Regions from separate parts of the Mus musculus genome. Here all the other regions are linked to region 2. A link is a contact called in public promoter capture Hi-C data. All regions are on one chromosome and are shown on one strand. The core of a region is the stretch at or near the end of the contact, and the rest is flanking DNA. Distances in the headings are between cores, read along the strand shown.

Region 1 (4,934 bases), core at 984-3,483, 1.1 Mb after region 2:
CTGAGTTCATTGCTACAGGCCTTAATAGTGCTTATCTCTGTCTATCACATTCTACAACACCCCAACGCTTCTCAATTTCCTTAAAGTTGCAGCCACTTTTCTAATCAGCAAAGGGTCCGTTTCTGACTTCCCAGAAAAGTTAACTTCCTGTTTCTAAACATACAGGCTTACAAATAAATTTTGTCATTATCATTGAGAATACTCCTCCTTCCCCCAACTCTGTGAGGGTTAGTCTCTCTTCCATGAATGTTCCTTTCTGCTTAGTGTCTTGGGTTTTATATATATGTATATCTATGTATTTGTGTGTGTGTGTATGGCAACATGCTTCACCCAGTGCTCATATAGAGAAGTCAGAGGACCTGCAACTATATGGAATCAAAATTAGGGATCAAAATCAACGAGGCCCTTAGGCTTGAGAACTAGTGCTTTATTTGCTGAGCCTTCTTGGCAGCCTCAGCCCTCTCGGCTTTATTGTTTGAGGCAGGGTCTCTGGTTGCTAATGTTAACCTCAACATCACTATATTGTCATAGTCGGTGATGATTTTGTATTTCTAATCTGCCTCTCCACCTCCTGATGCTGAGATTATGGGTTTTAACCACTATCTAAACCTCCTATCAGTATTGATTTTTTTTATTATATTTTATTTGTATGGGTATTTAGCCTGCATGATTGTCTGTGTACCATCCTTGTATATGTGCCTGTGGAAGCCAGAGGAAGGTTTGGATCCCCTGGAACTGGAATTACAGATAGTCGTGAGCTACCTACCAGGTGGGTGTTGGAAACTGAGTTTATGTCCTGTGGAAGAACAGCTACCTTTCCAGCCCATAATTTTATTTATTTACTTTTGAGACAAAGAATTACTTTGTAAACTGGGCTGGCTTCAAACTCACAAAGATCCCCTTTGGTGCCAGGATTGTCGGTGTACACCACCAACTCTCATCTGAGGTTTGACTACTGAAGCTCTAACCCAATCACGATCTTTACTCAACCTCACCCTTGATTTTTTTTTTAATTCAACTGTTTCTCTCATCTGGGTTTTTTTTTTTCCTCCTGTCTTCATCCTAACAAAATAAAAACGAATAAGATACATTATTCTTCCTTTTCCTCTGACAAAAGCCAAAGTTTCCAAAAGCATTTTATAATGTCCCCATGTCTCTCTCTTCTCCAAACTATTGCAATGTCTGTCAACTATCACCAATCCCTTGGTATTAAATTCAAATGATATTTCTCAGACTTCTTCTATCTCTTAAGAAGAGGCTATTTCTATGAAATAGTTTTTATTCCCTATATTGCCAGCTTTTTATTTATTTATATATATTTTTATTTATATATTATTTATTTGTTTTGCTTTACTCTTAGAGATGCTTGGAAGAATTTTTGGGGCAAGTTGTTTAAAATCCTTCAGTAACTCAATGGGTATAAAACGAATCCTAGGTTTATTATTCCAAATTTTACAAGACCTTTAAAGATCTAGCTTGATCCTCAGCCCTGATGGCGGTGGTCTCGGGGCTAAAAGGGCTCTTCCATTCTCCCCCCCAACCCAGTGATAGACTGTACTCTGAAATAGGATCTCACTAAGTTATCAGTTTGGCTTTACATTCCAGAGGTCAAGTGATCCTCCAGCCTCAGTTTCTGATAGCCTGAGGATTACACAATGTGAGCTACCACGTCTTCACATTTTCTTTTGTCTCAGAAAGCGAACTCTTAAACTTCTAACAAGAAACTTCCAGAAGGCGCTGCGTTGTTGTTGTTGTTCCCACTGCCTGGAAAACTCTTTATCTCGTAGACTTCCGAAGTACTCCTACTTATCATATCCTTCGTGACTTTAAGAGTAACTTCCTGTGTCAATCCTTCAGACATTCCTCAAAATAAATGTTTTGTTCATTGTTGGCCAAAGCTGCTTCGGAATTCCTGTGACCGTATTCTGTTAACTGAAAGGTATTTACGCATCTATTTCCCTGGTTTAAACGGGCCAAAACACCCTGTAGACTTTGGCAGTCGCGAGTTTTTCCTAGTCTTTCAAACACTAAAGCGTCCCGTGCAAGGCTGCCTTCAGGGATGATAGTTGGAAGAACTCCTCCCGGGGAGAATCTGTAGGGTTAACGGGTGACTTCCCAGGATCTCCGCCTGCGTGGCAGGAGATTTAACACCCTCTCCGCGGCGATTGGCTCCAGTGGTAGAGGTGTGTCTGCCCCGCGGCGCCCTGCGACTGCGCAGGCGCACAAGTCCTCCGGGCGCATGCGCGCGAGGGAGCGCGCACCCTGTCCGATCTTCTAGAGTCCGAGAACTGTGGAGGCTGGAGAGGAGTGGCCGGAGCCGCCGGGTGAGGCTTCTGGAAAGTAGCTGAGGGAACTAGTCAGCGGGACAGGTAGGATGATATCCCAAGGAGAAAAAGGGTGGTGGTGGTGGTGGTCCAACGTTTTGGGGGTCGGACTTGAGGGGAGAAGAGAGCTCCGGCCAGTCCTTGGTGGATTGGGCCGAGAAGGAGATCGCCAGGCGTTGGCGACCAGCGCGAGCCCTCGCAGGAAGGGAGGCGCTATGGTGGTGCCCTGGACTTGGGTGGTTCGGCTCCTCGTCCCTCACCTTCAGCCTCACGATGTTTCTCGTTAGTATTAACAGACTGTCTGGCTGGTGGCCCTAATGAACACATAGTTCTGAAATGGTTGTTAGAAGAATGACCCCGAGGGTCCTGGCGTTGCAGGCTCCACTGTCTAGGAAATTCCCTGCTTATCTTGAGGCTTCCCCGTGGGAAAGCGCCAAGAATATGGTCAGTCAAAAGATGATTTTTTTTTTCCTCAATTCGGTTTGTGTGTGAGGAAAGTATTTTAAAGTACTGTTACACTTCTTTCCTTCGTCCTTAATCATTAGTCACTGCACTATTTGGAAAAGCAAACTGGCGGTAGAGGAAGCGAAAAACAACCGAGTTGAGGAAAAAGATCTTTCCTTTTTGCTGTTTGTCATTTGGGTAGGTTTGGGCTGGGGGCACGGATGGGATTGCAGAAGAGTTTAGAAACTGGCAGCTTTTGACAAGTGTTCTCAGAAAATAGTATAGTTTCTTACTTGAAGAAAATAAGTATCTTACTTGTGAAAATAGTATAGTTTCTTACTTGAAGATATTTTTTAAGGATCGAAATAACTTCATTTGCCCTGCTGCCTTTTAAGAGGGTTTTGAGATATCCTGGTAAAATGCTAGTAGTTCAGTCATAGCAAGGTAAAATAGATCCTTCTCACGTTCTTCTTTTTCTTGGAAAATACTATGCATAAATTCTGTGAGGCCCTGGGCAGTAGTGGTGCACACCTTTAGTCCCAGTACTTAGGAGACAGAGGCAGATGGATATCTGTGAGTTCGAGGTCAGTTTGGTCCAATGAGGCATTACTTGTTAAAGCATTTTTTTTTTAAAAGACATGATCTCACTATGTAGCTCAGGCTGGCCTGGAATTCAGAGATCTGCTTGCCTCAGTCTCTCAAGTGCTGAAATTAAAGGCATGCACACACACACACACACACACACACACACACACACACACACACACACACACACAAAGCTTAAGTCCTTTGAAGTTCAAATTTGTGAAAGCTGTTTCATGACAAAGTAAGAAAAGTTAGTATTTCTGTTACTGGCAAAGTTGATGCCCAAGGAATTCCCTGAGCACTTGTTATTTGTTCTTTTGGTGAGAGGTTATGCGAAAGAATACATTCAAGTAGATAATAGCAAATTGGAAACACTTTCTTACCATGCTTCTGGGACAGGCCATATTAAAGTAAGTTAAATGATTAAACTTTGCCTGTACCTTAAATAATTATCATTCTTAGCAGGACTTCTTGTTTCATTTTGCTTTTTAGGTGGCTTCTTGTTGGGGGTGGGGTCTCCTTTCTACATTGTAGCAACCATAAAACCAAGTGAGACTGGGCCAGAATTGGGAGTGGGTAGCTGGAGTCCCAGGTGAGTATCTAGTGACACCCTGTCCTCTGTCAACAGGCCCCAATCCTGAGAGTCTTTTGTGAGTAATTCCAGTTGTTCTGATTAAGATGGTAATGCTTATTTATGCTCTGAGGACAGTGCTCCATAATCACATATTTAATACTTCTGAGACGGGGTTATATAAGCCAGCCTCAGCAACCTCATGAAACCTCATCTCAAAACAACAATTAAACAATAGACCTATATTAAATATATGTCTCCCAGTTAGTTCTCTCAACCTGGTGGTTGAGAGATCTGAGCTCTCAGCTATTGCTCAAGCTCCCTCTGCTTGCTTCTGTGCTCCTTGGCCATGATGGTCGGATAAATGGTTTCTTGTGTAAGTTGCCATGTTCATGGTCCTTTGTTCCAGGAATAGTAAAAATGAACTAAGATAGAAGCTGGTGCCGGGCGGTGGTAACGCACGCCTTTAATCCCAGCACTCGGGAGGCAGAGGCTGGCAGATTTCTGAGTTCGAGGCCAGCCTGGTCTACAGGGTGAGTTCCAGGACAGCCAGGACTACACAGAGAAACCCTGTCTCGAAAAAAAAAAAAAAAACAAACAAAAAAAGATAGAAGCTGGTACTGTTTAGACCAGGACAAAATGAATATATATATATATATATATATATATATATATATATACACACACACACACACACACACATACATACATACATACATACATACACATACATATAAACCATATTGAACACTGTTCTAGGCACTGTTTTGTTTTGGCATTTGGTACTTGAAGATTAAACCTAGGTTCCCTCCTGCATGCTACTTACGCTTTCCTCTGAGAGCTGCTCTCCTAGGGATAGGTGCTGTTATATTTTGCATGAATGAACCATGTAATATTTACTGGATTTAAGCATGATTACTCTTATTCAATTAAGAAACTAAAATATAGGGATCCATCCCATAATCAGCCACCAAACCCAGACACTATTGCATACGCTAGCAAGGTTTTGC
Region 2 (4,441 bases), core at 438-2,937:
ACTCAGGAAGCTTAGGCAGACTGATCTCTGTAAGCTGCAGGGCAACCCACTCCACATAGTCAATTGCAGGACATCCAGACCTACATTATGAGACCCTGTCTCATTTAAAAAAAAAAATCTAAGACAGAAAATAGATTGTTACCAAATGTTGTGGGAAGAGGAAAAAGTGACGTTTAAGAAACTTCTAGACCTTCTTTTAAAGTCAATGTTAAATGGTGGTGATAGGTGTACAGTCTGCAAATACTGAAATTTTCTGAACTGTGCCTGATTCACTTGAGCTGCAATCATATCTGATAAAGATGTTACTCCTTCGGGGGAAAAAAAAAAAAGCCAGAGATGGAAGTGCAGTTATAATCTTAGCACCATGGACGCTAAGGCAGGAGGATATCAAGTTCCCGGCCATCCAGGCCAAAAACAAAAAACAAACAGGAAAAAGAAAAAAAAAAAAAAAAAAAAAGACACGACCGGAAGAAAGGAAGCATCAATAACCCACAGTGAAAATTAGGGATGTAAATCATGGATCACTAACTGGGAAAACTAAGCTGATCATCAGCGATGTTTTAAGGAGTTCAACCTCCAAATTCCTTCCCGAGTCCTAAGAAGTACAAGAATGTAAATCAAAGAGTCCTGAGCACAGTTGGTTCTGAACTAAAATAGTTAAACGCCTTCTTCGGCAATATCCAACTTCTAAACTGTAGGGGGCTTCCATCCTCCGTGATTACGGAAGTAGTACTTTTCATCAGCAAGCTCAAGAAGGAATTGTCAAAGTAAGATGACACTTGCTGAGACGCACTGCAAACGCCTCGAAAACCCAGAAGTGCTGTCACAGACACATTTCTAAGTCTGTGCACGTGTTAGCCTGTCCCCGTCTAACACCAACTAGCAACTTGCATCATTCGCCCGTAACCGTGGCTCGCTCCCCATTAAACTGATACTCTATCCAGTCCATAGATCTCATTCGTTTGAATTGACAGGTAGAACCCTCGTCCGGTTCCTGGTCCAGCCCGACAAGCCTCCGCCCTGCCCCTCCCCACTCCCAAACCCACACACGTGTTAGAGCGACACCGCCCCACCGGGTCCCACGTGCACCTGGCCTAACACTCCCCACGTGTGGGTGCTCCACGGGCTTCCTCGGGTGGCCGAGGTCACCCATAACCCCGGAGAGCCAGAGATACACGACAGGAGAGCCGAGGCCCAGGTCTCTGAGGTCCCAACCCTATGGGGAGTGTCCACACCCATCCTCTCTAACCCCAACAAACCCCAGGGCCGGGGGCGACGGCCCCTTTAAGAAGCGGCCCAGTCGTCGCCCGCAGAGAGGGGCGCACAGGGGCCTACACGACACCCCCTCCGTCCACCCGCCCACGTCTTCTCAACCTCACCTCGGGCCGAGGGGCCCCGCCGCCGCGGCGGCGGCGGAGGGGGGGCGGGGGGCGGGCGGGGTCCGGAGGGGGGGGTCGCCCCGCCGACTGTGGAGCCGCGCTTCGCTCTCGGAGGCCGAGGGACGGTGACTGCGTTGGACGGGAACGCTCCTAGCTCGCTCCCTCGGCGGCTCCTGGGACCCCAAGATGGCGGCGGCGCTGAGGCGGCTGCGGGCGCTGGGCCGGCGGCGGCGGCGGCCACTTTCACTCACTGAGAGGAGCGGAGCAGGGACACGGGGAGCCATGGCGGGGGGGAGGAGAGGCGCCATAGCCAGGCCAGAACAATCGAGCAGGTACTCGGCCGGCTTAGCCCTGCCCCGCCCACGCCCACTGCTAGTCGCTAGCCCGTGTCCGCCGACCGTGCCGCTACGGGCGGCCTCGTGCAGCTTGTACCCCGCTGCCGCCGCCCGACGCCCCGCGCGGACCGGGGTTCTGGGGGAGACCCTCATCTATACTATCTGAGTGCAGATTGGTCGGGGCTGGGACTGGCGAAGATTGCCGAAAGGCGACGGGGAGGAGGAGGAGGATGTCATCGCTAGAGTGAGCAAGCAGATCTCGCGGGAGGAGATGTCGCGAGAGCTCAGCGGCCCTGCAACTGCCACAGAAAGGTTACTTTTCCGGAAGTAACGTCAATGGAAACCGCCCAAAAACCAGGGACTCATTTTGGTCCTGCAGGTGGGAGGGACTGCTTGGCGTTGTCGCTGGAAGTTTTCTCCAGGTAGTGCTGGCCTACCCCGAGGCCAGCTCGGGCGGGGATGGATCCTTGTAAGAGCCAACTTGGAGACGTCTCCTGGTCGTCTTCCTGACGACACTGTCCCCCTTCGGCCCGAGACCGTTGGCACGAAGGCGCTTTCACCTTCCATGCACTTTCCATTTCCCCAGTGGGGTGAGTCGCCCTGCCCACACTCGAGCAACCGCAGAGCTGGGGCGGGCGGGGCGGGGCGGGGCGGTTGTTTCATGGTTATTTTGTCTGGGTTTGGTTAATAGCCCAGGCTAGCTAGCGTCAAGCTCGGGGGATGTCTCCTGCCTCAGCCTCCCGAGGACTGAGGTTACAGTGTGCGCCATCATGCAGTCTTCTGCACTTAATCCACTCGTTTCCAAGACGTATATAGAATTGTTGGACTTCACCCTTTCGTTTTCTGCAAGAATCGCTTGTTTAATATTATCTGTTTTGCCTGTACTGTGCCTTGTGCAACTCCAGTTGGGTCCAAGTTGCATCCTTTGGAACTGAACTGCTTAAAATTAAAGTCTAGAAAATGATTATTTAAAAAATGTCTTGTTTTTTTTTGTTTGTTTGTTTTTCGAGACAGGGTTTTTCTGTGTAGCCCTGGCTGTCCTGGAACCGCACTTTGTAGACCAGGCTGGCCTCGAACTCAGAAATCCGCTTGCTGGGACTAAAGGCGTGCGCTGCCACGCCCGGCTCTTTTTTTTTTTTTTTTTTTTTTTTTAATGTTTCTTGGCCTCGATATGCTTTAAGTTCAGGAGAAAAAGTGTCCGTAAACAAGACCTTAAATGTTCACAAAGTTTAACAGTAACACTTTATAAGAGGGTCTGGCTAGACAGCTCAGCAGACACAGTCACTTGTCACCAATTCTGATAACCAGACCAGAACCCACATGGTACAAGTAGAGAGCTGACTCCTGCTTACTGTCCTCAGACCACCACATACATGCTGTGGCGTGTGCGTGTGATATATATACACACAGGCGATCTTTTTAAATTACAAAAATAATTCTGCAAGAATCAAAGCAAGTAGAAAGAAGCCCATCTTTTTTTAAAGAGAGAAGACAAGTGGAAAGAAGAACTCCAGAAAGCCTTGTGTTATTTTGCCAAAATAGCCTGCTCAGTACTGATGCAGAGATCCTGTTTCGAGAGGCATAAAGCCTGATGTTGCCCTACTTCAAAATTGGAAGGAATCGCAAATGCTCAAAAATGGTTCCCTCACCACGAGCTTGGCTTCAGGGAGGACAATTCGGAAAAATTGTCCGGATACGCTCCCCCACATATCAGCTGCCCAGTTGGGCAAGGTGCCACCAGTACCCACGAAGGAAAAAACCAAAATGGAATTACATGGATGTGTTCTCTCTGTTCCACTTCTGATCAGTTTCATTGTAACAGTACTAGCCCTGTCAAGATAATCGATCCCAGATGAGAACTGTGTTTGCCTCCATTTCACTTACCCAGCACCTCATTTGGGCTGATATTCTAGCACTCCTGAACACTATCCTTAGAGCTGAAACCCAAAGGCCCCATCTAGTGTGACCAGTAAATCCTAATAGACTAGACACAAATGGATCTGTCCCTACAGTAAATCTTACGTGACTGGCTCTGAATTGACCCTTGAGAAGTACTTCATAAGACTTTGAAGGGGTGGGGAGCTGCTAAATTGCAGACTCAAAAGCATTGAAAGCTAATCAAAAATCTCTAGTTGATCCAAATATTTTGGCAGATTATCAGATCTGCTAGTGCTGTCTAGATAGCAATCCTGAGAATCTTCACCACACACAAGTGATAAACAAGTTTTATCAATGTGTTCCTGATTATAAACAGAAAACTACAAATGGTGGGTGATATTTTACGAATATTTTATAGGATAGAAAGATTGCTCATCAATAAAAGAGCACTTGCTAGTCTTGGAGAGGACCTGGGTTTGTTTTACAGCACCCACATGGTGGCCCACAATCATCTGTATTCATTCCAGTTCCAGGGAATTTTCTGGCCTCCCAGAGACTAGACACACATGTTGATATATATGCATGCATGCAAACAGTGATAAAAATTTTTTGTTTTCATGATGCTTAGTAGAAATGACTTTTAACAAAACAAGTTTACTATGAGAAAAACCAAGCACAGGATTCAAAAGAGCAGTGGTAAATAAAAGTAACGGGCCAGCTTACAGGAGCATTCATAGAAGCCTAGAGTGGAAGCAAAGGATTGGAAGAACCCAAAGGTGATCAGCCCCCTTTAAGAAGAAATCAGTGCAGTACTGTAAGGGGGAAAGGTTGATGAATTAGATTGCCAAA
Region 3 (4,522 bases), core at 450-2,949, 1.7 Mb after region 2:
GGCGCGCACGCAGTGACGCACGGCGCGCGCGCGCACGTAATAGCCGCGGTGGATAAGCGGCGTGCGCCGCACGGGTCCCGGGACCAGCAGCGCCGCAAAGGGGTCGCGCACGTATCCGTGTGCGGCAAGCGATCGTTTGCTGAGGGAGCTGCTGTCGTTGGTGCTCTGGACCGTTCCCGCCCGGCGCTGGCGGCCTCGCGGGCCCATGACGAGAAGGTGCTCAGCAATACTGCACACAGAACACTTACCGAGCTCCCGCTCATCCGCTTCTGGGTGCGTCACTTCCGAGAAGACCGCTCTCTGCCAAAACCCGCGAGAGGTTTTTTGACCTTCCCCCCCCCCACCCCCCCTTTCCAAATTACGTTTTCCTGGGAACACGCCAGCTGCTTCGGTAACAGCTAGCGCTTGGAGAGCTCAAGTTACCTCTTTGTACAGGCATTTTCTGCAGGGAAAAAAAAAACTTGTGTAGATCCTCTTATTTGAGAACATTTTTAGGTGAATCGGAGGCTGACGACCTGATACCGGTTTGGTCCGGCAAAAGAGGACCAGCACCTCGGATCTTAAGCAATCCAGAGTAGATTGGTCCTTGCACAAAAGTAACAGTTGCTCCTTTATTGAGTGTTCTCGTTGCGAGGGAGAACTCATTTAGATCTTAAATTAGGCCATATGGAAAGTGAAGAAAGAGACCTTTACGGATAATTACTGATTATTATTAACCCACTGCCCCTGTACGTGCTGTTTATTCTCATGTAGTCTAAATTCTGTGCTAGGTCTACAGTGAGTAAGTATTCAGCATGTAAAAATGACACTCCCCTCCACTTCCAAGATTCTGTGATTCGTATGTGGTATTGAGTATGTCTGCTGAAAATCGCTATAGAAGAGATGTGATTATTCCCTGTGGCGTTGTTGTTTAAAGGAAGCAACCCAGGTTGGACTTTTAAAGTTTCTACATTTGATGCTTAGGAGATACCAGTAAGAAAGCACTCCCAGAGATGCGTAGAAACTTCATCATTTACTAATTTAGTGTCTGCTTGGATTAGGAAAGGAAATAGAAAGACTTGAAGAATGGTTAACTCAGAGCAGTAGTATGTAACGGCTGAGAGTATGAGTTCTGGAGTCCAACTGGATCAAGAAAAATTTTCTATGAAGATTTGGTTATTGGAAAATGTTTTAGGGTTAGGAACTCGTTAGTGGTCTTAGAAGAGCAGATTGTGTGGCAGAATGATTCAGTGCGTGCAAGATATGTTAATAAAGGCATCTAGTCGACCAGAAGGATCAGAGACAGGAGGCAGCAAATACTACCCTCCATCCAGAGACAGGATTTTCGCCTGACAGACCCAACCCATTTAAGGAAAGTGTTTGTGCGACGTAAATATGAAATAACATGTTTTCTTGTAAAAGCAAATTCGTGCTACATGTGTAAGCTAACCTGACCTACGCAGTAGATTAAAGGAGCCCAGAGTTAAAGGGACAGACGAACGCTGGATTTTTAGTTTTCGGGTGTTTTTTTTTTTCTTGTTCTTTTTTTTTTTTACTAGTCATTTCCCCATTGCAGACACACCTAAGTTAGCTTTGCTTAACTTAAGTTAGTGGGAGCAGGGGGTTGAGGGGGCTTGGGAGGTGTAAAAAGAAGATATCAGCAGTGACTGTGTTTCTGTTTGCATGTTAGATCTGAAAATAGTTACATTTGTTATTGTAGGTGAAAGTGATCCCAGAGCCACACATAGTGCAAGTCTTGTTTAAAATGGCAATCTGAAGGAAGTCCAGCACCTCAGAGATTCCCACTTTGATAAGTTTATCGTCCAAGCCGAGAATAAGAGCAAAGAGAAACTTTTCCTTCTACTGAAGTGATGGAGGCCGGACAGCAGTGGCCTGGGAAGACAGACTTTTATCTGCAATTACCAAAAGTGGTAAGAATTAACTACAGAGTTCTTGTTACTGTATAATGGCTTTTGTATTGTTTTCCACAAAAGAGAAGTAAAGCTTATGGGTAGAAATTGTAGAGTGGGTATAGCTGAACCAAGTAGCTGGCCTAGTATAAACTACAACTAGGAACCAGGCCACCAGGGCCTGATGTATGGGGCTCTGGATCTCGTGGACTCTTGTGAACTGATTGTCCTCTTGTGTTAGGAGCTCCATGCCCACTTGAATGGCTCCATTAGTTCCAGTACCATGAAGAAACTGATAGCCAAGAAGCCACATCTTAACGTTCATGGTCACATGACCATGATTGACAAGGGGAAGAAAAGGACTTTACAAGAGTGAGTTTGGGAGGTTGTGGGAATTTTTTGTGGCTGTATTTTGGGATTATAATATATAAGAATCAGATTTTAATACTTAGATAGGGTAGACATCTGGCATAAAATATATAACCTAACTCACAGTGCTTTTCCAACTGTCAGACTGACAGTATGTTTAATGATTTATATTGTTTGTCATATTGAGTTGTTCCTTAGATTTGAAAATAAAGACAGATTGATTTTTCTCTATTTGCTAGTCCTGGCAGGATTAAAGAATAGGAATGGCTGTTTCATACTTTTCAATATAAATAAGTAATATCTTATTTTAGCTATTAAATTGTCTTTCTAGATCAATGTAATTTTGAAAAAAGGTGTATCCTATAGTTCTTTGTAAATTTAAATATATACTTACTATTAACCTCAAATTTACTAATTAATTCCATTCTGAGGGTTTTTCTTGAGTAACAGGTTTTGATGAGGGAAGTGTGTTAAGACATTTTTTTTTTCATTTGTAGATGTTTCCAGATGTTCCAAGTTATACATCAGCTTACTACTAGTGCTGAGGACATCCTGATGGTGAGACACAGAGGCAGGTTAAAATGGCGTGACTTTCCACAGCAGTGCACAGCTCACCTTGCGCATGTCCTTTGGCTTTCATCCACGCTCTGATGGAGATGCTTGCTCTTTCCCCCCACTTCCTTCCCCCTCTTTATTTTTTCCTTTCTTTTTCTATTAATTTACAGATTTTTTTTCATGACAACTCTTTGAAAAGTCAGTGTAAGACATTGGCCTAAGAGCTAATGTAAAGTCTGTTGTTGTCTTAAAAAAAGAGGAAGCGGGTGGAAGGGAAAGGAAGGGAGTGAGAGAAGAACCAAGGTCAGCATTGTATTGAACGGGGAGGAGAAAGGCAGGAGAGCCTGACCCTGATTTCCATGTAGGACATGTCATAAGAAATAGTTGGGAGCTGGAGAGATGCTCAGTGGTTAAGAGCACTGGTTGCTCTTGCAGAGGACCTGGGTTTGATTCCCAGCAACTACATGGTATTGGGACCCCTCTGTAACTCCAGTTCTAGGCATCTGACCTGGTCCTCTTCTGACCTCTTCAGCACTGCACACACGTGGTGCACAGACATATGTGCAGGGAAAAACATTTGTGCATACAAAATAAATTTTCACAAAAGAGAAATATTTGTCCTCAGATAGGCATATTTCTTATCTGTTCCTCTCTCTCTTCTTTTTCATGGAGCCTAGACCGGTCTCATATTTTCTCTGTAGTTGAGGCTGGCTTTGCATTCCTAGTCTTCCTGTCTCCACCTTTCAAATGCTGGGATTCAGGTGTTCACCACCATGCCCAGGTCAGTAAGGAAAACTGTGACAAATCCCTGTAATCCAGCACTTAAAAAGGACCACAAAATCAAGGAGACCCTGGGTTTGGTTTGATTCTTACCACACCTACATGTCCCCTGTCTGCCCCCCGCCCAAAAATGTATATGTATATGTATCTGTGTTCTGCAGAGTTAACTTTGAAGTAGTAAGTTTTTTCCCTCCTTGGAATAAGCATGTTCATTGTATTGATTTCCTTATAGAGAAGAGTTAACTTTGATAATTTAATAATTTCCTCACTTCATTTTTTTAAACAACAGACTTTAATTAGCTCTTAGGCCAATGTCTTACACTGATTTTTAAAAGAATTGTCATTAAAAAAATAATCTGTTCATCAAAAGTTAAGTATGTATTTCCAATGTATCAGTCACTTTACCAAGGGGACATAAAGAGACCTAGACACAGCCCCTGCTTCTGGGGCTTTGTCAGTAGATGGAGCCATGGACTTCGAGAAGCTCTCTGTTGGATGCAGAGAGAAGGATTTATAGGCATCCAAAATGATGCACTCTCATTATCTGCTTGGCAGATGCCAGGGAACACTGTGTGCTACAAGAGCTTAGATCTTACTTTATTAGTGGATATTACGGGGAAGAGAATGAAATTCTAGGTTTTAAGAGCTTGATCTGCTATGAGTAGAGTAATGCTTTGTTTACCTGCTTTCATTTTGTTTCAGATTGAAAGCTGGTGGAAAGCTCTTAAATGAGATGAGACATAAAGATTCTATGCATTTGGCTTAGTGCTGCTGGCACAAGCATCCACAGGTGATAACAGTGAAGTAGTCGTATATGACATGAACATCTATCTATAAGACTAAGAGATCACTTGCTATAGAAGTGAGATTGTGGGTCATCCTGGCTGGGTTTTGTCAACTTGACACAAACCTCGACAGACACAGCAAAA

Evidence for each region. Capture Hi-C pulls out chosen DNA fragments and counts their contacts.
Region 1: a contact with region 2 is called in a promoter capture Hi-C map of liver, with 2.5 times the contacts expected there. The contact joins the promoter of Snap23 here to the promoter of Ino80 in region 2. A contact is called at or near these places in 1 of 39 promoter capture datasets (liver), 3 of 115 datasets of contacts at active chromatin or transcription factors (astrocytes, microglia and pancreatic cancer cells) and 2 of 9 other capture datasets (adipose tissue and liver).
Region 3: a promoter capture Hi-C map of liver shows a contact between it and region 2, with 4 times the contacts expected there. The contact joins the promoter of Adal here to the promoter of Ino80 in region 2. A contact is called at or near these places in 1 of 39 promoter capture datasets (liver), 3 of 115 datasets of contacts at active chromatin or transcription factors (astrocytes, double positive thymocytes and neural progenitor cells) and 1 of 9 other capture datasets (liver).

The regions. Positions count from the first base shown.
Region 1 is chr2:120,565,438-120,570,371 of GRCm38.p6, forward strand. It overlaps Snap23 (synaptosomal-associated protein 23), which reads left to right and starts at 2,234. Exons shown (of 8, transcript NM_009222.3): 1 at 2,234-2,369.
Region 2 is chr2:119,476,000-119,480,440 of GRCm38.p6, forward strand. It overlaps Ino80 (INO80 complex subunit), which reads right to left and starts at 1,688. Exons shown (of 36, transcript NM_026574.4): 1 at 1,380-1,688.
Region 3 is chr2:121,140,394-121,144,915 of GRCm38.p6, forward strand. Adal (adenosine deaminase-like) reads left to right here and starts at 1,700. Exons shown (of 10, transcript NM_029475.2): 1 at 1,700-1,910; 2 at 2,131-2,261; 3 at 2,756-2,816. The coding sequence starts at 1,851. Lcmt2 (leucine carboxyl methyltransferase 2) reads right to left here and starts at 305. Exons shown (of 1, transcript NM_177846.3): 1 at 1-305. The coding sequence starts at 207.